Linked DNA regions of Zea mays: region 1 is linked to region 2. The links are chromatin contacts, called in public Hi-C maps. All regions are on one chromosome and are shown on one strand. The core of a region is the stretch at or near the end of the contact, and the rest is flanking DNA. Distances in the headings are between cores, read along the strand shown. Region 1 holds the start of LOC100282916 (Zinc finger protein CONSTANS-LIKE 9). Region 2 holds the start of LOC100191511.

What was found. Hi-C and Micro-C count contacts between places; a contact is called where the count stands out from the background.
Region 1: a Hi-C map of bundle sheath shows a contact between it and region 2, with 2.8 times the contacts expected there. The contact joins the promoter of LOC100282916 here to the promoter of LOC100191511 in region 2. A contact is called at or near these places in 2 of 25 Hi-C or Micro-C datasets (bundle sheath and tassel).

The regions. Positions count from the first base shown.
Region 1 is chr9:41,990,636-41,995,673 of Zm-B73-REFERENCE-NAM-5.0, reverse strand. LOC100282916 (Zinc finger protein CONSTANS-LIKE 9) reads left to right here and starts at 1,949. Exons shown (of 5, transcript NM_001155822.1): 1 at 1,949-2,170; 2 at 3,762-4,452. The coding sequence starts at 3,862.
Region 2 is chr9:41,741,575-41,747,394 of Zm-B73-REFERENCE-NAM-5.0, reverse strand. It overlaps LOC100191511, which reads right to left and starts at 3,298. Exons shown (of 2, transcript NM_001136943.1): 1 at 1,246-3,298. The coding sequence starts at 3,111.

The sequences.
Region 1 (5,038 bases), core at 700-3,199, 250 kb before region 2:
TCTTCTTTCTGATTCGCCCTTGATATGTTTTGTCGTTCCTCTTTGGTGAACCTAAGCAATATCAACATACACGACTTAAGTAGCATAAAGTTCTCATTAATGTTTAATTGAAATTTATAAAGTAGCGCGTGCACCTCTTACTGTAGTTTCTTAGCTCGGCTACGTGTAATTGGTCCATCAAAGACTTGAGCTGGTGATGATGTTGGTTGTACTTAAGTTGATGTAGTATGACTTGAGGGTTGTAACATGTTGATTAATGGCGTGGTCGTATTAGATGACCTTCTCCCTTTAATTTACCTCTAGATTTGAGATAAATTGAGAGGACGAAGGGCCCATAGTTTTAATTATATTTACTTGTTTTGACATTTCTTAGGAATTAAAGCAAGTGACCAGCATATGCTAAACAATAGGTTCGATTGAAAACACTCATTATAAGCGGCTACTGCAATACACTAGTGAATCTATAATGCTCGTTGTATCTTCTCAGGGGATGTTTGAATGCACTAAAGCTAATAGTTAGTGACTAAAATTAGTTGAAACATCCAAACACCCTAGCTAATATTTCAGCTATTAGCTATTTTTGTAAATTAGTTAATAGTTAGGTAGTTATTTGTTAGCTAGCTAATTATACTAACAATTTTTAGCTAACTAAGTATTAGTTCTAGTGCATTCAAACACCCCTCAGTTTCGTCGTCTCGTGGAAGTCATATGATTCTATATTATCACATATGTATACATGCATTATTTCTATCTTAGCTAATTTTGACGTTTCAACTTCAAGAAATGAGAGCAATTCAATACTTTGCTTCATGTGGATGATCTTTTCAATTTTATATCGGTCAATAATATTAAAATCCTCTCTTAACTCGAATTTCTAAGGACAGATGTTTCTTCTTCCAAGAGGCTTGAAGCTATTTTTTGTCTATTAAAAACACGAAAAATACAATTTGCTTCTCACTCGTATAAAAAAACATGAAAGCAAGAGACCATTTTTTTAAAGAAGACCACACAAAAAAATTGTTCCTTAATAAATTTTGAAGTGTCTTTTTCTTTAGGATAAATAACTATTCAAAGTCATACAACAACCTAACCATGCAGGGACGAAGCCTAGCCAACCTAACCATACAGAGACCGACTCAGAACTTTATTTAGAAGGAACTAAACTAAACCTCTATACTTCCTCTTCTACATTATACTTCCTTAGTTCTTTTTATTTGTTATGTTTTAGTTTAAAAATGAACTAGTGAATGATAAATATTCGAAAACGTAGACAGTAATGTATACTCTTCTAAATTTTAGAGAAACTCCAGTAGAACTTTATGGTCTCAGGAACAGTAAGACGGTAGGAGGCTCGACTGCCGCCCGCCTCACCGCTGTCTCACTCCCTGTAACCATAGTATACTAGTCTACATGCATCCAGCCGGAGTCAGGGAAAAAAGCCAGCCGTTGGCGCGCTAATCAGGCCAGGCCAAAATGGCCAAATGAGCAAGCAGGCCACTGTCCGTCGGTGACGTGCGGGCCCATGAGCCAGAGAAGCAACCCACCTGTACCAGTACGGCAGTACTAGTACCGCGGACAAGTCGAAAAACCCTGCGCACCGCTCACTGCTTCACCTTTTGCGCAACAGTTCCCACCGGATCGAGCCCAAGAACAAATCACTGACTCGTTGGGTCCACCTTTGCTGGGACCATCAGCTAGTGACGGTGGCGTGCCACGGACCATGTGCCCGAGGCCGCGCATGTCAAAACGAGATGGCCGGGGGTGGGGGGCGCTGCAAACGTGGCGCGGGCCCGGGCTCCCTCGCACCCCCTTATCCTCTGTGGCAGAGGGAAATGACGCTCTTACCCTCGAAAAAGCGCACAAAAGCGCACCGGCGTGGGCCCCGCCACCTCATCCTCAGCAAATTTTTCCTCTACGCTACCAGTCTACCGCTAGCCTGCCTGCCCTCAGACTTCCTCTTTCTTCCCCTTCTCAGCCTTTCCCTCTCTTCTCTGCTCTTTGCATCTCTCTCTTGTTCCTCCCTTCCTCTCTCTAAAAAAGGGTTCTGATCCCTTTCTAGAAGCTCCTGGGTTTCTGTTGCCGACCCGAGCTCCCCAGGGGCGCTCAGGAGGCGCCGAGCCGGCGACCGCTCCGGCGGATCTGAGGAGCCGCCGCGGTCGCTTTGCCTCCGGTGAGTTATTCTTCCTCTCCCTTGGCGCGGGATTTTTTATGTGGGGTCGACCTCTTCCCTCGGATTCGCTGGCTCCAATCCCAACGTCTGATTCAGCAAATACGTATCATTTTGTTACCGGCCGCTTTATCGTTCCCCTTTCCTCTTTCCGGTGATCCCGATGCAGCTGCGATTTTATGTCTGTTTGTGTTTCAGACTGGGTTGATGCTGATTTATGGTGTTAGAAATGGCTGTTTGTATTTTTTTCTTCGTTATATTTTGTTTTGCTTTGTTGTATACTTGTATTTGTTTTCAGTTTAATATATGGGAGACATGAATCCTGTAAGAAAACTGCTTGTTTTTTTCCCTTGGCCTAAACGACCATCGTATTTGCCGCCTCACGCAGTCACGCTCTAACTCATACTGGTTTTTCAGTGCTCAAATTACATACAAAATTCCATTTAAAAAATAAAAATTGTTTCTCATATGAATAATCAAAACATGTTCTTTTAACTATATCCAGTCTTAGGTGCAAAGATGTGAATCTAATGCTTTAAGAAATGTTTATACTTATAATCCTTTTGTTATTGATAAGGGCAATCTTTTTGTTATGCATCCGTATGAGCACACTTACTGGAAATATTTGCATTTTTCCTTCCAAATATAGTTTTTTCAAAAAAAGTCAACTTCACTTCTTGCTTTGCACACATAAGATTTCCTTAGTCTGAAAACTTCTAAACAACTCATGAATTTATTTTGCTGGTGAAAAGGTTACCCTCTGTTAGCTTAAATAAAATTATCACCGAGCTCTGTTTGTTGGCTCATTTCATTGGTCCAATCATTCATGTTTCATATGTTTCCTCCCTACCATAGTATTGCGCTGTGTTGGTTGCTTGGAGAAGTTGGATATTATATAATAGGATTTACTAAGAAATCACTGTCAGGGATGACTAAGAATTGTGTCTTACGTCTTATGCTGGCTGGCTTCCATTTTTTTACACATTATCTCTTCTAGGATTCGTAGTACCTAGTGACCTCGTGGGACATATACTCGCATTCTTGCAAGCACTTAGTGGGGGCTTTGAATTATAATATGCACGGAGAACAGAAGATTTCAAGACTTGTTGCCTGCACTTTTGTAGTGGGTTTCGCAGTTCTTTATGCCCTGGTCGGCAAATTGAGGCTGAGTCCACTGATTTATGAGTCAATTGATACCTAGAACTGTCTCATTGCAGATGGCGGCTACATGTCCTAATTAGGAAGCAAATCTTTATTATCCTTGATATTTATATTGCTTGTAGCTGATGTAAGATGTTGATGGGTGGAACATGTTTGATTGTTTCTCTTGGATTAAGTTGAAAAAAAAAACAACCTGTTGTTTGGGTGGATGCCATGGTCAGAGTAACTGCCAGTAACAAATTTCTGTCATCACGTCAGTGTCATTCTATCATGTGCATTTCTCTAACACGATGTATGGGTACTAGACTACTAGTTCATAAAATAATAGTTGCGATAATTACTGATAAAATATTATTCATATGCATGTTGTAAAAGAGCCAGAATGATTACTGATGTAGTAGTAATTCTTTTTAATAGTTGCGATACTGCACAGGTTCCTTGTAAACTATTGATTGGGAAACACTCTGAAGAAGAGTTTGTTGGCTGCATAACATCTCCTGAAGCTGGTTTGAAGTTTGCTGATAGGAAAGATCATGGGCGCTCTCTGTGATTTCTGTGGGGAGCATAGGTCTATGGTTTACTGCCGATCAGATGCAGCATCCTTGTGTTTATCATGTGACCGTAATGTGCATTCAGCTAATGCTCTTTCTCGGCGTCATACAAGGACACTTTTATGTGACCGGTGTGCTTCACAGCCTGCTATGGTCCGCTGTCTAGCAGAAAATGCCTCGCTTTGCCAAAATTGTGATTGGAATGGCCACATTGCAGGATCCTCATCTGCCGGACACAAAAGGCAGACTATAAATTGCTATTCAGGATGTCCATCGTCTGCAGAACTTTCTAGAATATGGTCCTTCGTTTCAGATATTCCTAATGTAGCACCTGAGCCAAACTGTGAGCAAGGAATAAGCATGATGAGCATCAGCGACAGTGGTGTCAGTAATCAAGATAATGCTGCAGGGGACAGTATTTTGTTAGATATAGCTAGTGCAACACTTGTAAGTGATATTGGTACTTGTGACAAGCTTTTGGTAGGTTCCTCTTCAGGAGCTGGAGTGAACCTACTTCCACTGGCTACTGGTCAAACAGAAACAGCTGGATCTGTGGATTCCACACCAGATAAGGTGCTTTAAGGCTATTCACTTATCCCTGGTACCTCATACATAGAATTAGTTATTCACCTCTGCTGCTGCATATTCTACCTCCATGTGCAATATATGTAAGATGGACAATGACTTTGCTACCGACAGTTGATGGTTATCATTTGTCATGTCACATAATTGTTTTCCTTTTATGGTCTTTTGTCTGCTTTGTATTTCATTTGGTTTACTTGATGAACAATAAGATAAAACAATGAATTATGAACAAAAGAATTTCTAATAAGTTTATAAATAAATCTACTGTGCCATGCATGAAAATACTGATGTTGCTAAGATCGTATAAATAATTGCATATCCCTGTCTATCTAAAATGGAAAACTGGGAATAATATCTACATTTTTTTATTTTCACTATGTGGCAGCCACATATGAATCTTGTTCAGATGCTATTTATGTTACCTAGCCACCACCTTAGTAAGCCCTAGGATGGACAATCTGTATATTAACAATTCCCTTCTTGCCTTCTTTTGGTGTGATAATTCACAGATGCAGTACGATGAAAGGATTTATTGTATCTTGTCATTTGTTATTTCGCTATATGGCATATTCCA
Region 2 (5,820 bases), core at 2,049-4,548:
AAGCTCCATATCACTGTGTGAAACTGTTTCAGTATTTCTATGATCCAGTTCCCAAAAATTAGAATGGTTTTGAAGCAATTTAGTCTAACACCCACGAAGAAGAATGCTCTACTTCCTGCTTACAAACAGCTGTTGCATCTACTTACTTTCACGAAACCAAATATATACACAGCTATACGCCTATATGATACATGGACACATAACCTATGGAAAATTGGTTAACATGACAGCACTTTTTTTCCCAACTAAGTAACCTAGATGAATACTCTTAGGAGCCATTTGAACCTTTTCATTTTGGAGGAATTTGAATCATTTAATAGACTTGGCTATTTGTCTTGGAATTTGACATTCCACACACTTTTTCAAAGTTCAAATATAAGGCTATCTTAAATTCATATACTAAAAGTGCCTCTAGCTAAGTTGATTAGGTGGTCTGAGTAGCACTCCTTAGATCCTAAGTTCGAATCCCAGTACAAGCGAATTCCAAGCTGAAGTTAAAAAAGGTCACTCGCTTGTTCCCGTGGTTGACCTATAGGAGGTGGATCCTTGTGTAGGGGCTGGGAGGGCTCAAAGCATGAGTAAAAATCTGAATTATAGGGGCAGACCCTCATGCTGCAGGGGGGCTAGCTTTCGTGGCCTTTCTCAATCGCGGCTCTGATTGATCTTCTTAATATAATACCATGGAGCGGTCTTTCCCTACCTGCCAAGTTTTTTTTAAGATGGAGATAGATTCTATAGATCACCATGCTACTTATAGCATGTTATTCGGCTTGCTCTCCTACAACTGAAATGCAGCAAACAAATATCTCCATCATATGAATAACAACAGTATACAAATATATTCCGCATATAACCATATTAGCTTAAGCTTCATTGATCGTGCCTAAATTATGATTATTTGAATGGATTTCAATTCCAAGGATCCAAACGGGCCCTTAGTGGTAGTTGAATGCAGCTAAAAGCATATAGATATGCACACATAATAGCTAACTACTGCAGGAAGCAGAAAATGTGTGGAGAAAAGAAACTGAAACACAATTCTCTAAATAAAAAGGGAGAAATGATACATCTACTAGAGAACAAAGATTCTTTCTTGCCTCTGGTTCTACACAGATGATGCAGATTCTAATAGTTTTCTAAACAGTGATGTGCAAGAGAAACTGTACGAAAGTAAATTTTCAGAGAAGCACTTTAAAAGGTGAATTGAAAGTACCAGCACAAAAGAAGTGAGAACAAAATTAGTACCTCCAGTGCATTGGGAAACAGTGTCATGCCACCAATTATGCTGAGGCCGGTGAGATACCCATTGTACCCAGGTATATCCTCCAGAATGGTAGTTGTGCCATAATCCATGAGCATGAGGTGTATCACAGTTACCACCAGTGCAAGAACATATCTCCCTTCCATGAGAAGCTGCCCTGTGGCAAATATCGAGGACAGCCAAAATGGAAGTATTGGCACAAGTGCACTTATGAATCCAAGCACAGTTGATGTGTACACAAAATGCACTTTGAAGAACTTGAACAATAGCCATGTCAGCCCCCCCTGGAATATGGCAATCTTGGCAGTGGCCAACAATACACTACTGATGGCATGATCCATGACCTCAACACAGCGGTCCTTTACTTGTTTTGACACTGGCAAAAGATCAATGATTTGCTCTGTAGCTCCACCTCCCTCCACAGTAATAAGGTAATACAGCACCCACAAGAACACCATCAGTTGTGACAGGAAATTAACAACCTCAGCCGCACCTGAGACAATGCGGAGGGTGATTGACAACATCAAATTGGCACTACCGCCCAGCACCGATGTGCTGCTGGACAGAAGCCTCTTTGCGATTTCTGTTCCCTGCAAAGCAAGCTCTTTGGCCTTGATGACCAAATCCTCTCTTGTGATTAACAGCTCCCTAAAGAATGAGTCAAGCTCCCAGTAAATCTCCACCCATTCTCTGTTTCTCACACGTGTCGCAATTGATTGCAACTTCATTGAGTATGGGTGCGGTCTGGAACTGATGAGCGCCTTGCTTTTGGGGTCAACTGATTGGCTGATCAAGAAATGCCGGAAGCCACTAGTGAAATCTGTAAGGTTGTACTGCACAGCCAATTGGTCGACCTGCTCCCACAAGGTGTCATAGATCTTGGCAGAATACTGATCGACCAAGCCAGGAATGTCATTGTCGTCCATCCACTTCTTCAAGCCAATCTTCTCTGAGTAGTTGCTCTTCTCGACATGGGACTTGAGGGACATGACGGCGTCCTTGCCCTCTAGCCCAATCTTGTAGGAGAAGAAGATGCTGCCAGTTATGAACCCAGCGATCATACCAAGCATGAGACCAAGAGCGACTAGTGTCTTAAGGTGGCGGAGGATGCCTCCAGTTAATAGGAGGCCGCGAGAGGAGGGAGGCCGACCGGAGATGCGTGAGGAGGCAGCGCGTTTGAGCTTGGGGGACGCGGCGAAGAATGCGAGCGCGAAAACGAGGAGCAGCAGCGCGGTGGCGGCGCCGAGGCGCTCGAAGAGGATGAGGAAGAAAAAGAAGGAGACGAGCCAGCGGAGGAGGCGCGGGAACGCCGGCGATGACGGGAGCGGGCGGCGCAGGAGCGCGGCGCGCGCGTCGGCGAGCGTTGCGGTCGAGGACCGGAGCACAGCGAGTGGCAGCGCGAGCAGTGCGGCGCTGAGTCCGCCACGGAGCGGGGGCTCCCAGAAGGCGACGAGCGCGCGCTGCGTCTCGCGGAGCGGGACGGAGCAGAGCAACGCCCACTGCAGCGGGCGGAGGAAGTCGGCGAGCAGCAGGTAAAGGCCGTAGAGCACGAGCAGCGCGGTGGCGAGGCCCGCGTGCGCCATGGCGATGTAGAGCGCCAGGCGCGCGTCGGGCTCCAGCGACAGCCCTGCGATGTCGGCTCCTGCCCCAGCTCCAGTCCCTACCGACGACGGCTTGGCCTTCATCTCCTTGGCACCCGCCGTCTTCAGCGCGGGCTTCTTGGGCGGCGCATCGTCGGACTCCTGCTTGGGCCGGCGGCGCGAGGCGGAGCGGAACATTTCGGACCACGGGAGCCCAAGGGCGGCCTCGTCCTTGCAAGCGCCCGCGCCGCCGCTGGGCACGAGCGCCATATGCTCGACAAAATGCCGCTACGGCTGCGGCTGCGGCTGCGGCTGCGGCAGCGGCGGGAGCGGGAGCGGAAGCGTCGGCGGGGGCTGCCCTGCGCCTCTCGGCTCTCCCCTCGCCGGCGATCTTAAGAGAGGGAGAGGGAGGGGTGGTCGATTTGGGGGGGTGATTAGTGTGGGTGGCACAGCCATGTTGCGATTTAACGCGGGGTAGATTTGGGCTGGGGTGATTAACCGGTGCTGATTGGGAGCAGGCTCTGACGCTGACATGTGGGCCAACTTATGACGAAGGTGACACGTCGTGGTTCTGTGGGCGTGTGGCCAGGTAAGCGATGTTGGACAATTCTGCTATAGCAGAATGGCATGGCCAAGTTGGGGCGAAAAAGATTAATGTTTTCCCTTCTAAATTGTATAAGCTAGATTATGATACAATAGTATAAGTAGTATTTTATCACCCTACTCTTACACTGTAATACAACTTATATAATATAGGAGATAAATAAACACACTCTAAAATGTGGCGCGCAATCTCCCCCCACTTCCATTTCTTCTTTACTTAACGCCTCCTTTGAAATGCACGATTAGTAAAATGTCACACCCGGATTTAATCGCAAATTCAGACGCAAATCAAATGTGTGATAGGATCAAGTCTCACACATATGATGACTCATGGTACAAAAATGAATGTCATATCTTTACTTTTATAATAGGGGTTCTGTAAAATATAGCTAAATAATTACATCATATGAAGACAACGATACTCTAGAACTATAGTTGACTGAGAGACGACAGCATAGATCTCTCACGAACTCATCGCGGCATCCTTCAAGCTCCTTACCTTGCGGTATCTGTCCTTGACCTGGGGGTGTGAGTACAGCAAGGGTGAGATCACATACGTTCATCACTCAACAAGTTGTGGGGTAATGTGCATGAGCTCACTTACGATGAAGCTCATGTGAAGTATAAGGCTTATCAAAAAAGATGGTTAAAACTGAACATTGCTTTTAAGTTGGTCAAAGTTCTATTAAGAGTTACGAAGTATAAGTAGATGTCATCCCAATTAAATAACATATCGTAATTAATAATAACCCACAATGCAATGCAAATGACAAATTAAGTTTAATTTTGTAAGTTAATCATGTGAGTGTCGGAGTTGCTCATGACCGTGAGCACGACTGATATACCAGTTTTACACTCTACAGAGGGTGCGCCCTTTACCCACAAGTCGTGTATCATGTCTAGCCAGGGTTTGAAAGGCCCTTAGACACTTCTGAGGTGAATGACAAGGGATCCACTACGAGGCATTTACAAAGTTCCACTAGCTTCAGAAAACCTGCTACGATTTTGTGAGAAGAGCGATATAGGAATCCCTCGTCCGAAAAGCCATCGCAGCATGATCGACCCGAGAACTTCCGTATACCAGCAACTCCTCTATTGCCCTTGCCCTTTTCAGGTAAGGTAGTCCTCCACTAGCTTTTCTAATTAGTCAGTCAAGGGCGTCCCATTCCGCCCTTGTGGTAGCACTGTTATCTCAAGTTAAGCTCTATATTCCAATTAACACAATAGTCTTATCATGAACAACATGATCCTAATTCAGATATAATATTAATCCTAAACCAGATAGAGCAATAACAAGTATACCCAATAGTTCATTTGTTTGCAAGGTGTGGGGTAAACAAAACTAAGGTAACCTATTAGGTCCCATCAACCTGAGCATGTCACAATGATTAACAGGAACATTATTAGGTAAAGAAGAGTGATCAAGGGCACAACTTGCCTGTGAATTGAGATTCTAGGTACTTCAACAAGTTGGTCTTCGGGTTTCTCGTGACCTCGCTGCTACTCATAGCAATACATGCGAATAGACAAGGAGTACATTAAAATAAAATTACACCAAACATGAGAACAAACTGTGTAGAAATATTCTACGCGTCGCTACGAGATCGTAGGTTTGAGAATCACTTTGAACAGGGTTATGATTAAAGAGATATGACTTTCAGAAGATTCAGGGGATTGAATATTGAAAAATATGTTCTATATTGATTATAAATCAAGTGAGAAAGACATTCTAAATAAAGAATTAATTCAAATGTAATCTAGGATATAACTTAATTAGAGGTCATAATTTTTTACTTTAATTAGAAAAGTTAATCCAGTGAACATAGGGTAAACAATTTAATTATTCATTTTTTAAAACATGTTACATTATAAAAATAACGTTACTAATGTGTAGACAATTTTATTACGAGGCTAACACAACTTGAATGGAGTAATTTGGAGTTATATCGGAGAAGTTATTGATTTTCAATGTTTTATGAATTACCTTTATACTAAAATCAATTTAAGATCGAATTTATACAAATCAGCAAATTCTTTGAAATGTGAGTTCTATTTGTGAAAAGCTAAGGGTCAATTTTGTAAGAATTTGGACCTAATCGTATTGATCATAATACGGGAGTGGATGGCGGATTGATTTTGACGTTCCCCAGGGTCTCTTAAAGAAAAACGCCAAGGCTCGTCAGCGCGACTTAACCGGAGCCCTCCATTCACAGACCTACTGCTTAGATCAAGGCACGAAGCGGTACGTGATGGTTCTAATCTCAGCCATTGGCTAGAGATCTAACAACTAGGATTTTATTAAGCGTGATGCGATCTTATTCATCCAAATACGATCCAACGGCCATAGATCAAACCCCACGAAGGGGTATGCGTCTT